Regions from separate parts of the Ovis aries genome. Here region 2 is linked to region 1. A link is a contact called in public Hi-C data. All regions are on one chromosome and are shown on one strand. Each heading gives the region's core, a stretch centred on a gene start, on an enhancer-like site or on the middle of the called end of the contact. The rest is flanking DNA. Distances are from core to core; before and after follow the strand shown.

What was found. A called contact is a pair of places that touch in the nucleus more often than the background predicts.
Region 2: a contact with region 1 is called in a Hi-C map of hypothalamus, with 2.2 times the contacts expected there. The contact joins the enhancer-like site here to the promoter of HEXD in region 1. A contact is called at or near these places in 3 of 16 Hi-C or Micro-C datasets (hypothalamus, liver and skin fibroblasts).

What each region holds. Positions count from the first base shown.
Region 1 is chr11:49,829,875-49,835,806 of ARS-UI_Ramb_v3.0, forward strand. HEXD (hexosaminidase D) reads right to left here and starts at 2,453. Exons shown (of 13, transcript XM_042256217.1): 1 at 1,724-2,453; 2 at 1,375-1,424; 3 at 186-320. The coding sequence starts at 1,389. OGFOD3 (2-oxoglutarate and iron dependent oxygenase domain containing 3) reads left to right here and starts at 2,219. Exons shown (of 9, transcript XM_027974314.2): 1 at 2,219-2,424; 2 at 4,806-5,023. The coding sequence starts at 2,351.
Region 2 is chr11:49,930,451-49,936,382 of ARS-UI_Ramb_v3.0, forward strand. All of the region lies in intron 1 of LOC132657438 (a long non-coding RNA gene), which reads right to left. Among named protein-coding and RNA genes, the nearest start is that of UTS2R, 71 kb to the left of the region's middle. Within about 2 kb of position 2,306, at least 3 of the 54 cell types and tissues checked have an H3K27ac peak or open chromatin away from gene starts, as enhancers often do. A contact at or near this core is called in hypothalamus, where this site is marked.

The DNA.
Region 1 (5,932 bases), core at 1,203-3,702:
CTATCCTGGTTGCTATCTGCTTTGTGAGGGGATATGGGGGAAATTCAAGATCTATGCTGCTGCCATCACGCCTCAACTCAGAACCCATGGTTGTGTTCCAAGAATGTGTCTACAGAACACTGTTCACAACTTCATAACCAAACCCAAGGCAAAGTGATTCTCTAAAGAAGAAAGGGAGCTCTTACCTCCGAGAGGTAGCAGACCTTTGGCGGGGCTCCTTTCAGGTCCAGATGAACTAGTCGCATCTTAAATGGTGAGGAACCTGACATCTCACTATTTTTTGAGGTCATATAACTAAAAAATCTCTTTTCTGGGCACTTCTTCCTAGTGAAGAAATTAATGGTTATGTCCTTCCAATGTCTGTTTCAATTCTGATATGAACTAGGAGGAAACTCATTTCACCAACATGAAATGTATCAAGATGTCTGTCTCCACGTTCAAATACAAGGACCCTTGTCATACAGCACTGGTTTCCTTATAAGATGGCTATAATCTACAATAATACAAATGACTGCAAAATAATTGCCTGTTTTAAAAACTGTCTTATCCTATATATACTATGCCAGTGAAAACAGGCAAATATTTCTTAAACATTTTTCAGGCCCCACAATATGATGCTTCTGTAGAAAACTGATCCTCAATTTTATTCTACTTTAAACAGTATTTAAAATAATTCGCATTTTTAGAGTTTGAGTCAGCTTGGTTGCAGGGAGGGAGAAACTGTAAAAATTTATCCTAGGTCAGAGAAAACTGTCTAGGATTTAAAATAGGCCATTGATAATTTAAAAACAAGTAAGTCACAAGTTTATCAGTGCTGACTAGTTTATGTTAAACTAGAGGAGGTATCTGGATGAAGCATAAAACACATAGAATTAGACAGGAAAAGGAAAGAAAATCTCTGTATATTGGTCATATATTCAGCTCCACAATTCAAACTACTCATTCTGTGCAAGGATTCATAAATCCCTGACCTTAGGGACTTTATAATATAGCAGAGAAAATAACATAACGCACATAGAAATCAATCAGTTTGATTGAAAAAAATAAATTATATTCAAAACAATCTCAATGACAAAGTTCTTAAGGCAATTACCTAAATTGCTATCTGAGAAGCGGATGAGTTAAGACAAAGCATTTTGAAAAACTGAAATGTTTCAAAGCTGAGTTGCTTTACATTTTGAAAAAATAATAAAAAAGAAAACTCTAACAACCCCCTCTCCCACTATAACCCAAATGTATTTTCCAGAGAATAGAGTTAAAATAAAAAATTTTGAGCTGAGAAGTCTGTATTAGTCCTGGGTGTGCTTCCTTGTGTTTAGAGAGAAATCTTACTTTTCTATAGCCCTACAGCAGGAATGAACACCGACATCTTACCTGTTTCAGACACATTCAGAGTTGTTTACCAAAGTAAGTTGCTGCAAAATCTAAATGGAAAGGATACAGAGAAGTCAGTATTCCCTCTTTCAAGTGTGTAGTTCTTTGATTCCCTCCTGCACGAGGTCTATATATATATGATTATTTCAGACTTGGGCCAATTGTCACTATTGTTATCAGACAACCTGGTAGGTAGATCCGCAATTGTCCCAGTCTCTTGGACTTCTAGGTAAGTTGCCAGGCGATGGCATCTGATTTCCCCAGTTTGGGGACTGTTGGGCAGATCACTTTTCTTATTCAATGAGTCCAGACTCCCCCCCCCCCCCCCCGGTATCAATGAATTACTCACCTTCATCAGACTTAATCCTTATGAATGAATCTCACTAATTCCCCTCATTCAGAATCTTAGGTATCTTGACAGGACTGGTTAAGATCTTACTTCTTGCCCACTGGACGGGAAATTGAATGTTGTAAACTAAACAGCAGGCCTCACAGATACAAAGCACCAACAGGACCCAGTGCCCTCAGGTGTGGCATGGGCCCAGGAAGAGGAGCGTTGGAAATCCCACAGGAGAGGGTGCGGAGACCCTGGGAGGAGGGCTTGGACACCGCGGGGAGAAGGCTTCCAGACTCTAGGAGGAGTTGGAGACCCCGGTAGAGCACGCACGGCGGGGCAAGGACACGCTTCAGTAGAAGGTTCGGAGGCTTGTCAGGTTCCCCGGAGGTCAGGGGAGGCGGGGTACGGCCAAGGCAGGTGCGCCGCGGGGAGCAAGCCAGGTCCGCGCTCGGGTCCCCGCCCTGCCCCGCTCGGCGCTCGACCTCCGATTGCTCAGGCCTGGTCACCAGTCCGGAGGTTGAAGGCTGAGGGTGTCGCTTCGCGTGCCCGGCTGCGCCGGCCTCGCGCTACCTCTCGCAGCGCTCGTCCCGGGCTTGTGGCGGCTCCCGCATTCGGCCTAGCTTCGCGGCAGCGTGGCTAATGGCACCTCAGCGGAGGGGTGCTCCCAAGGCCCCGGAGGGCAGCGGGGCGGCGGAGCGCCGGCGCCAGAGCAGGTACCAGATAGCGCCGGGAGCGCGCGAACGGTGGTATGGGCGGGGCCTGGCCGAGGGGCGGGGCCTAACAGGGGCGTGGCGTGGTGTGGCTGTGGGCATGGCCCGGTCAGAAAAAGGTGGATCTGGTGCAGGCAGGGCCTTTCCCGGAAAGGCACTGCAGTGTGGGTGTGGCCTGGCCGCGAGGGGCCTGGTTTGTGGTTGGGCGAATCGGGCGCCTAGAGGGGCGTGGTCGTCTGGAGGGCGTAGCCTGCAGAATCCCTCCCGGACCGCGCAGGAAGGGGTTGGGCGGGGTCGGGCGGAGCTGCCGGTCGGGAAACCCTTGACCTCCGCCGCAGTGTGTACCGAGGGCTTTGTACCGAGAGCTTTGTGCCGAGAGCTTTGTGCCGAGACCACGCACGGGGACTGGGACTCAGAGGTCCCCATCGTCTGGTCTCCGCGTGCTTTTCTCAGGGCTGTGCACGATATGGTTCTCCGTTGGGGGACCCGATGAATGAATAAATGATCTCATCAGGTAGCCTTCGAGGGGATTCTGCCTAAAGCTTTCAGAGCCGGAGTGTATTCACTTCAGGATAAATTACTTTCTCGTCGTGCTTGCCCCATGGGCCATGGACCTTGCTTCAAATCCACTTCTGTTTTGGCAAGATTCTCAGTGTGCATTTGGGCCAGCTTACCCTGAACAGAGGTGCTTATTTTGAGGATACCTCAGGGAAGTATTGCTTCCAAATCTGGTCCAGGAGGCTGTTTTTTCCCCTCTTGACTCTACCTCCTTCTCTGTCCCTTTCTGTCTCAGCACCCGGGGTGTCCGAGGCGAAGGTGTCAACAGCTTTGTGCCCACAGTAGGATTTCAGCCCCTGCTGCTGAGATGGGCTGGCAGTCTCCCTGCCCTACTGGGGAAGAGAAATTTTGGCCCCACTGGAGTTAGGGGCCCACCCTTGTCTAGTTAGAGGAGACCAGGTGGGCTAGAGGCTAGACAGCAGTTCTAAGGGTGAGGATGAGGGTCTTTGTGACCTGGGTATCTATGCTCCCTGTTTAAAATGAGCATGTATCCACCCAATATGGTCTGACTCAGCTGTGCCCACCTTGAGACTTAGTTAATCGGAATTTGTGTGTTAGAAAGTAAAAGTGTGAAAGTGTTAGTCGCTGAGTCATCTCCGACTCTTTGCAACCCCATGTACTGTACCCTCCAAGCTTTTCTGTCCATGGAATTCACCAGGCAAGAACACTGGAGTGGGTAGCCATCCCTTCTCCAGGGGATCTTCCCAACCCAGGGATCAAACCCTGGTCTCCTCCATTGCAGGCGGATTCTTTACCCTCTGAGCCAGCAGGGAAGCCTGTGTGATTTTATATATATAGCAATTTGAAATGTGGAGGGACATATGAAAATAGAAGGCAAACTCCCTGCTTTTCAGGAATTAATCATAGACTTGAAGACACGAGGTGCACCTCTTGGAAGAATGTCTGGATCGCTTTTCTTATTTCTGCCAGTCCTTCAAGCCCTACACATTTTTCTCAAGAGTACACGACTGCTCAGTTACACATATGAGAAAACACATACACATGTACACAGACACACATTTGAGTGGGTATACACCATCCAGACACATAGATACACGTGTGTATGCACACACACGCACACGCACACATGCCTGCAAATTCTGCATAGGCAGTGTGAATCCCAGTGGTACAGAAAGTGTCTTAGTGTTGAATCATTTCCGTTGTGCTTGCATTCCCTTCCTGGCTGGCTGGTGGTTTCAGTGAAATGAGTTTGGTTCATGTTTACCTTAGTTCACCCTGGTAGCTCAGCTGGTAAAGAATCCGCCTGCAATGTGGGAGACTTGCATTCGATCCCTGTGTTGGGAAAACCCCCTGGAGAAGGGAAAGGCTACTCACTCCAGTATTGTGGCCTGGAGAATTCCATGGACTGTATAGTCCATGGGGTTGAAAGAGATGGACACGACTGAGCGACTTTCACTACCTTAGTTCACTTTGTGTGTGAGTGTGTACCCTAGGGCCAATGCATGGGGTTGTGTCAGTCATTTTTGGATGCAGGCAATGTGACTGATGTCACAGGCTCTGTCAGGATCTCCCAGATGGTTCTCCACGGACATGGCCAGGCTGGGAGGGACTGCGACTGGCAGTTCGTCTTGTCCCCAGGGGCATAGTCAGCCCTGTCTGGTCATATGGGGAGAGGGGCATATTCCCCACCATGTTCTTGTATGCTGGCAAGTGCCTCTGGATTGATGGAGAGTAGCTCTGATGATGACCAGTGTGGGAACCGTTTGAGGCTGTAACTAAGTGTGGGTGGGTCTCTGGTCATTGTGGTCTGCGTTTTCAGCACACGCAGCTGCCTTCGGGTGACCACAGCTGTTTTCTGTTCTCAGCACCAAGAGTATCCGGGTGCCTCGGGATGTGCGCAAGAAGTGGTTGAGAGCCGCTGTCCTGGGGTCCTGCACTGTGCTCGCCGCCTGCCTGTTCTGGGGCAGCCTAGGGGGTGATGAAGGCATCACTGAGGTCCTGGCTCACCGCAGTGAGATCCTGCCAGGCAGGTTCATCGAGGTGCCCTGCTCTGAGGATTATGACAGTCACCGAAGATTTGAAGGTACGCAGTGCCAAGGTGATTCAGGAAAGAGCAGCATGTTAACATGGAATTCAGTGTGTTCAAAATGCATCTGTTTTTACTTTGATGAATTGGTGGGAATCGGTTTGAAAGTAGTGTGGGGTGGCGGGGGCAGGTGTCTTTCCTCCCCACCGCCCCACCGCCCCCACGTTGGTTAGCTCACACCTATTCTGGAGAGTGTGCGTCTTTCAGGCCCCACCTGTGCAGGGGCAGGCCCAGGCTTCACTGCCCAGGCTGTGGCCATTGTTTTACTGAGGTGCCCCCCACCTCAGGGTGGATTCCATCTGGTGGAAGAGGTGGTTTGCCTGGAAGGATGTAAAGAATTGGGAAGATATCAATGAGCAAGTTGAACAGAGAAAAGGCATTTTCCTTCAGTCTTAGGGGATTGTTACATCAGAAAATGTTGCAACAGGAAACGTGATACCAGAGTCCATTCCCCCATGGCGTTTGTCTCATCCTGGCACCTGCCAGCTCTGTGGAGGGCAGCAGTTTTAAAAGCCTAGCCAGAGTGACTGGGTCTTAGAGACAAAATTTAATTTATTTTTCTATTCAGAGCAATGCTTTGAACTTGAACCAAGAAAAAGATTACTGAGTCCTTCCACCAAGGGGCACTGTTGTGATATGCACAAGTTGGGTTAAAGTGAAGGGAGGTGTGTGGGCTCCTTGGCAGAAATGGACATGCCGAGGAACTGAGGTTCCCTTTCCCCTCGGGGGTCAAGAGTGGACAGGTTCTGTTGTAGGCATGCTCTCTCTGTCTTGGTGAGCTCTATCCCCTATAAAGTCCCAGCTTTTGACAAAGTTTATTTTTCCTGTGCTAAGTCGCTTCAGCTGTGTCCGACTGTTTGTGACCCTGTGGGCTGTAGGCCCAGCAGGCTCCTCTGTCCGTGGGAT
Region 2 (5,932 bases), core at 1,056-3,555, 100 kb after region 1:
GGAAGGGACTGGGCACCTGTCAGCACTGTCACTGAGAGTTGTTTGCCATCGATGGCTCCCTGCTCCCACCATCGGCAGAAAGCTCAGTCTTGTCTCTTCCAGCAAGAGTCAGGCCGTTACCTCTGGACCAGGCCACTGTGCCCCTGGGCGTGGCCCTGTCGGTGCTCCCTGCCCTGCTGCCTAGAGACATGTGGAAGTCCGGGTGCCTTTGGAGTTGAGGCCACAGGCTCCCCTGCTGAAGGTTCCCAAGGAGGGAAGGCCGCAGCACGCCTCTGCTCAGATGCCCTCTGACTCGCGCCCGCTGCCTCCCCAGTGCACAGGGGCTGGGGGAGGCGCACCTTCCACCCTGGTTTCAGGTCTCCCGTGTCCCCTGCCCCCACCTGCAGGAACGGATGCTGCCCTGTGAGCCAGGCTGGGGCTCCCCTGGTTCCCGTGAGGCACAGAGGGGGACTGAAGCCTGTGACCTGGGTCCAGCTACCCCGCCCTTGCCTACCAGGCCACCGAGGGGACTTAGGATTCACGCTTCTGGCGTGCACGGATTAAGGAAAGTCTTTGATCCTAAAGGCCTGAGTGATGCTGATTCGGCGAAACCTCCCACCCTGGCCCCACCTGTGAAACGGAGAGGCGGCCCCGCAGACATGGAGCCCTCAGCCCCAGACCTTCACTCAAACACGCCAGACACCACAGGCGCAAACCTGGGACGCTGCTGGGAGACTTTCCTTTTTCTCTCACCACCCCATAAAAATAGCATCTCCTTCAAAACACACCTCCTAGGAGGCTAGGACAAAATGCTGAGGATTAAACGTTCTGGGCAAACCATAGCAAAGCGGCCTCAGTGCCTGGCCGCCTGCCCTCGTGGAGACCGGGCTCCTCACCGGCTCTCATCTGAGTGAATGGCTGAGGCGCTCCATGAATAACACATTTGTCAGTTAATAACCATCTCTAAGATTTATTTCAGTTTAGTTTATTTGTTTTGAGGTCAGAGAAAACCCAAGCTTGCTCGGAGAATGAGCCGGGAGGGCCAGCCCCGGGCCGCAGGCGCAGGTGGCACGCGCTCCGCTTCCGCTCCGTGACGGCCCTGCCCGGGGGCTGCGGACGCGCCTGCGCTGGAGGATCCGCGGGACGCGCGAGGGCCGCTCTCGTCACCGCCGCCCACCCCGCTGCTGCGCACGGCGCGGGACGCCATGAGGGCACGTCCCGAAGGCCATCATGAGGGGACCCAAAGAGGAGACACTCCGAAGGGAGAAGCGTGAGAGGAGGCCGCAAGGGGACACCATGAGGGAAACGCCATCCGGGGATGTCACGAGAGGACACCATGAGGGCAGCCGTGAAGGGAACCTCGTGAGGAGACGCCATGGGGGAAACCACTGGGCACACTACGAGGGGAACAGGCTCAGGGGACGCCACGAGGGGTGATAAGGAGGAGACCCCGCGAGGAAGGAAACGTCATCCGGGGAAGCCAGGAGGGAACCTCCTGAGGAGATGCCGTGAGGAGAATATCAAGGGAACAGCCATGTGCGGAACTTGAGGGGAACCGTGAGAGGACTCTGTGAGGGGATATCAGGGGGCTGTGCCCTGAGGGGACATTGACAGGCACACAAAGTGCCCAACAGAGGCATAGACACGCCTCCTGCTTTACCTAATGCCTCAGCTCCCAGCTCCATGTGGGAAGAATATGCCCACCCCTGGCCGAATGAGGACCTCGCCTGGAAGCAGGAGCATAGATATGGCGAGGACCCTGCTCAGGTGCCCAGTTCCTGCTGTGCGTTGCACTTTTGTTTAAAGACCCACAACTAGACAAAACCAGCACATGAAGACAAGACTGAATCACACCCATAAGTCTTTGGGTGGTGAAGGATTATGGAAACTGGGGGCTTCCAGGAGCCCTTGCCCTGCCCCACTGGCCTGTGCAGGCCCCTCAGGTTTCTGGGGATCCCAACGACACTGGGGCGCAGCCCTGTGGCGGCAGCTTCTGCTCCCAGGCCTGCTCCTCTCGTGCTCACTCACTGTTTCCCAATGGCGCCCCCTGGTGGTGACTTCAGGCTGCATGGCCTGTGTGTCCCCACCCCAAACCGCAGCCTCCAGAAAGGAGCCCCAGCCCAGTGCTGGCCTGGCTCTCATCAGAACCAAAACTAAGAGCCTGTCCCTGAAAACGCCTGAGCACTCCCGACTCTGAGCTGTCTGGCCTCTAATCCGTGATCTGTGGAGTCAGGGTGCTGCACCCTCAGGGTCCTTTGCTCTCTCCCAGCAGAGCCCTGTGTGGGGGGTTGGGGGCATGTGGAAGCCATCCCCGGTCCAGCTCTGCTGCCACCCCAGCCCCACAGACCTGCTGTGAGTGTGAGCTGGCCATGTGTGTGAGTGCGGGTGTGCAGTGTCTGAGTGTGCCTGCATGCGCCCCTTGTGTTGGGTCTGTTCCCAGGGCCTTGGAGCAGGTACCTTGGTTCCTAGATCCCTCCTGCCTCCAGCAGATCTAGTGAATTAAAGTCAATAGAAGACTTGACTAATAACCCCAGGACCCTGAGGTGCAGAGGGCTGGACCCTAAGGCAGGAATCACAAGCTTAGAGGACTGAGAACCAGATGTTAGCCAAGGCCACTCTGGGGAAGGATTTTCTGCTTATCTGCGTTTTCCAAGGCTTCTAAAATGAACATGAACTACTGTGCAAATAATAAACACACAGCGGTAACATTCTCACCCGGTCTGTAGCCTATGTCCACAGTCTGGGTGAAGCAGAGACACAGAGAAGCATCAAGAAGGGCAAAGGGGTGGCCCATCCAGCCTTCCCCTGCAGATGGAAACCCAGGCCATGCAGAAGCCTGTGAGTAGGGTGGAGGGGTGTGGGTGTTATGTCACTGAGCTGGGTTTGACAGCAAATGGGCAGGGGGCGGTGTTAGGAAATTAAAATGGAGGAAGTCTTGTTCAGGTTTCAGCCGCTGGAGAGAAGGCCTCTGACTGACTTCTGATCTTGCCTGGACTATGTGCCTACTTGCAAACACACAAATTGTTACCAGCAAGTCAAGTGGCACTTTGGATAAGAAAGGGAATGGGGCTTGGATTTTCTTGAGCCCCTGGAGTTCTAGCCAATCCCTGGGGTCCGGAAAATCTCGTGACTCACAAGGTGAAACAAACAACATTGTAAAAGCTAAAGAAAACCAGAGCTGCATTTTTGCATACCCACAGATGATGATATCAGCTGGCATCCTGGGATTATATGCAGGAGCCTCCAAAACTGCAATTTGAAGTCTCACCTGCATGATGGGGACCTTTTCCCAGTTGGGAATCCATATGGCTGTGGTCGAGGGACTTTCCAGCTCTGTCTAAGTCTAGAAGTTGGTCGGCCCCATGTGGTGATGTATGTACTGTTACTTTTCTCTATTGTTTCTATGTCTCTTCTTTTAATGGCTGTATATTGAAATTAAGCCAAATAATCTGCTAGTAAATGTTGAAATTGTTTGTTGTGTGACAAGTGATTGGTTTCTTTTGTTAATGAATCCTTCGAACCAAAAACGAAAGTAAAACTTTCAGCAAAATGGTGAGGGGAGGGGTGGCCCCGAAGTCACCCAGCCAGGTGTGATGCGACACCAGCCTGAGGACTGTTCTACCTCTCTCTGTGACAACTGAGATTCTCTGCAGTCTCAACAGACTGTCCTGGCAGCATTAGTGCCCAGGAACACTCCCTGCAATGCCGGGAGCAAGTGATACTGTGGCGGGCGGTCGTTTCCAAATTGGGTTCTGGAGCTCATCTTTGTACTAACACTCAGGAACAGTCATGCTTGTCTGGGGTTCATCCTGTGCCAGGCCGCATATGACATGTCAGTGCTTACCACAGGGCATCCAACCCCGAAACAGTCCGAGGCCAGTGCTGAGAAACTTCAAACCAGCCGAGTTCATAGCAGTCTGGCATGAACTGGTGGGGCTCATGGACCCCACGGCTGAGTGTGGCCCCTCAGCTGGACTCTAGCCTGGGTCAGGCCCCCTGAGACCTGGAGAAACAGAAGGTGCCCTGTCAGAATCCAAGGCCCTGAATCCTCAGTCAAAGGTCACTCTCTTGTGGAGAAATCTCTGCAGCCTGTTCAGAGTCTGGCGTTGACTGGTTCACACCCTGGGCCTCTTGCCCTGAAAATGACACTCTCTGCCCCAGCTTTCCGGCCGCCACCAGACACATCCACGACTGAGCGTCGTTTCCACTTTGGCCCAGTGTCTTCATTCCTTCTGGAGCTCTTAGTAATTGCCCTCTGCTCGTCCTGCTCTTGCCCAGTGTCATATTGGACACCTTCTGATCTGGGGGTGGGGTGGGGTGGGGCGCTCATCTGGTATCCTATCTTTTTGCCTTTGCATACCATTCATGGGGTCCCCATGGCAAGAATACTGGGAGGACTTACCATTTCCTCCTCCAGTGGACCAATTTTGTCAGAACCCTTCACTATGTCCTGTCTCTCTTGGGTGGCCCCCTGTGGCCTGACTCACAGCTTCACTGAGTTACACAAGCCCCTTCACCACCACAGGGCTGTGATCCATGAAGGGGCTAAGAAGGTGCATGTGCCATAATCATGATGCTGGAGATTCTTAAAGGTGGTTTCTCAAACACCTCAGTAGAGGCAGTGGCCGGTGTGTGTTCTTTGGGTGGACTTTGCTTCTTGGGGTTTGGTGGCAATTCCTTTTCATTCTTTCCTGATTCTGCAGAAAGAGAAATTGTAGGAGCAAGTCCTCAGAACACTCCAGCTTCTAGAAGCACAGTCGTCAGTACCCCAGCTTGTCTATGCCGCAGTAGAAAGGAGGTCACCATAGCAGTGACTTGGGAGTGGGCTGGGGAATCGACCTGGTGTGTGGAGGTCACACCTTAAAACACAATCTCTTTATATCCAAGCTTCACAAACAGGCCGAGTAATGGAGCAGAGTGACACGCTTCCCTGTGGTGGGATGGGGCCTGCCTGGGGAGGAGGAAACATGTGTTGTGCCACCCCACGCACGGCCCTGGGTTAAAGCTGTAAATTCTGCTCTTTTTTGGAAAGCAAGACTCTAGATGTTGGACTCTCAGGACATTTGGGCTAAAATGTACTCACATACTCAGACCCAGACGCAGGAATTCTCTGTCAATTTAAATGCCATTCTCTCAGTAATCGAAGATTAAAAGTCATTTATATCGATGGCTTGGGGAAACAGGACTTGTGGGTCTTAAAAGATGTTTCCCCTTTTGCAACAGTCTTATAACTTAGGGCTTCCCTGGTGGCTCAGAGGATAAACAGTCTGCCTGCAATGCAGGAGACCTGGGTTCGATCCCTGGGTTGGGAAAATCCCCTGGAGAAGGAAATGGCAACCCACTCCAGTATTCTTGCCTGGAGAATCCCGTGGACAGAGGAGCCTGGCGGGCTACCGTCCACGGGGTGGCAAAGAGTCAGACACCACTGAAGAACTCCACTTTCACTTTCACTATAATTAGGAAAACCGCTAAGAAAGAAGCTATTAAACTATGTATGTGGTCTCGGATCTAAGCTGCAAGCAAAGAAGACAAGGAAGGGCAATGCCCAGATGTTAGGAAACCAAAATGGAGAGGCCCAGGAATGGGGTGCAGGAGGTAATAGAATCGTTCAGTAATTAAAGCCATTGCTGCCCCCCTCACCCCAGGCTTGGCTTCCAAGCCACTGCTGGAGGAAACAGGAGAGACAGGGTGGAAATGGCAAAAAGGGGCCGGGCTAGCTGCTGCCCTGATTCTGGTCACCTGTGTTTGAAGGAGGAGGAGGAACTTGCTGCTTTTGCAATAGGTTGCCAAGCTCCACATTTCTTCCCTGTGATCTTGACTTTCCAATGTATCGTGATCCCAGGGTATCACGGTGGATCGCGGTGGATTTTTTTAGACCCTCATCCTAAAGCCTCCCTGTCTCTGGAAACCCTGCCACACCTGTGCAGTTGTCGCCCTCTGCAGGACGGCTCAG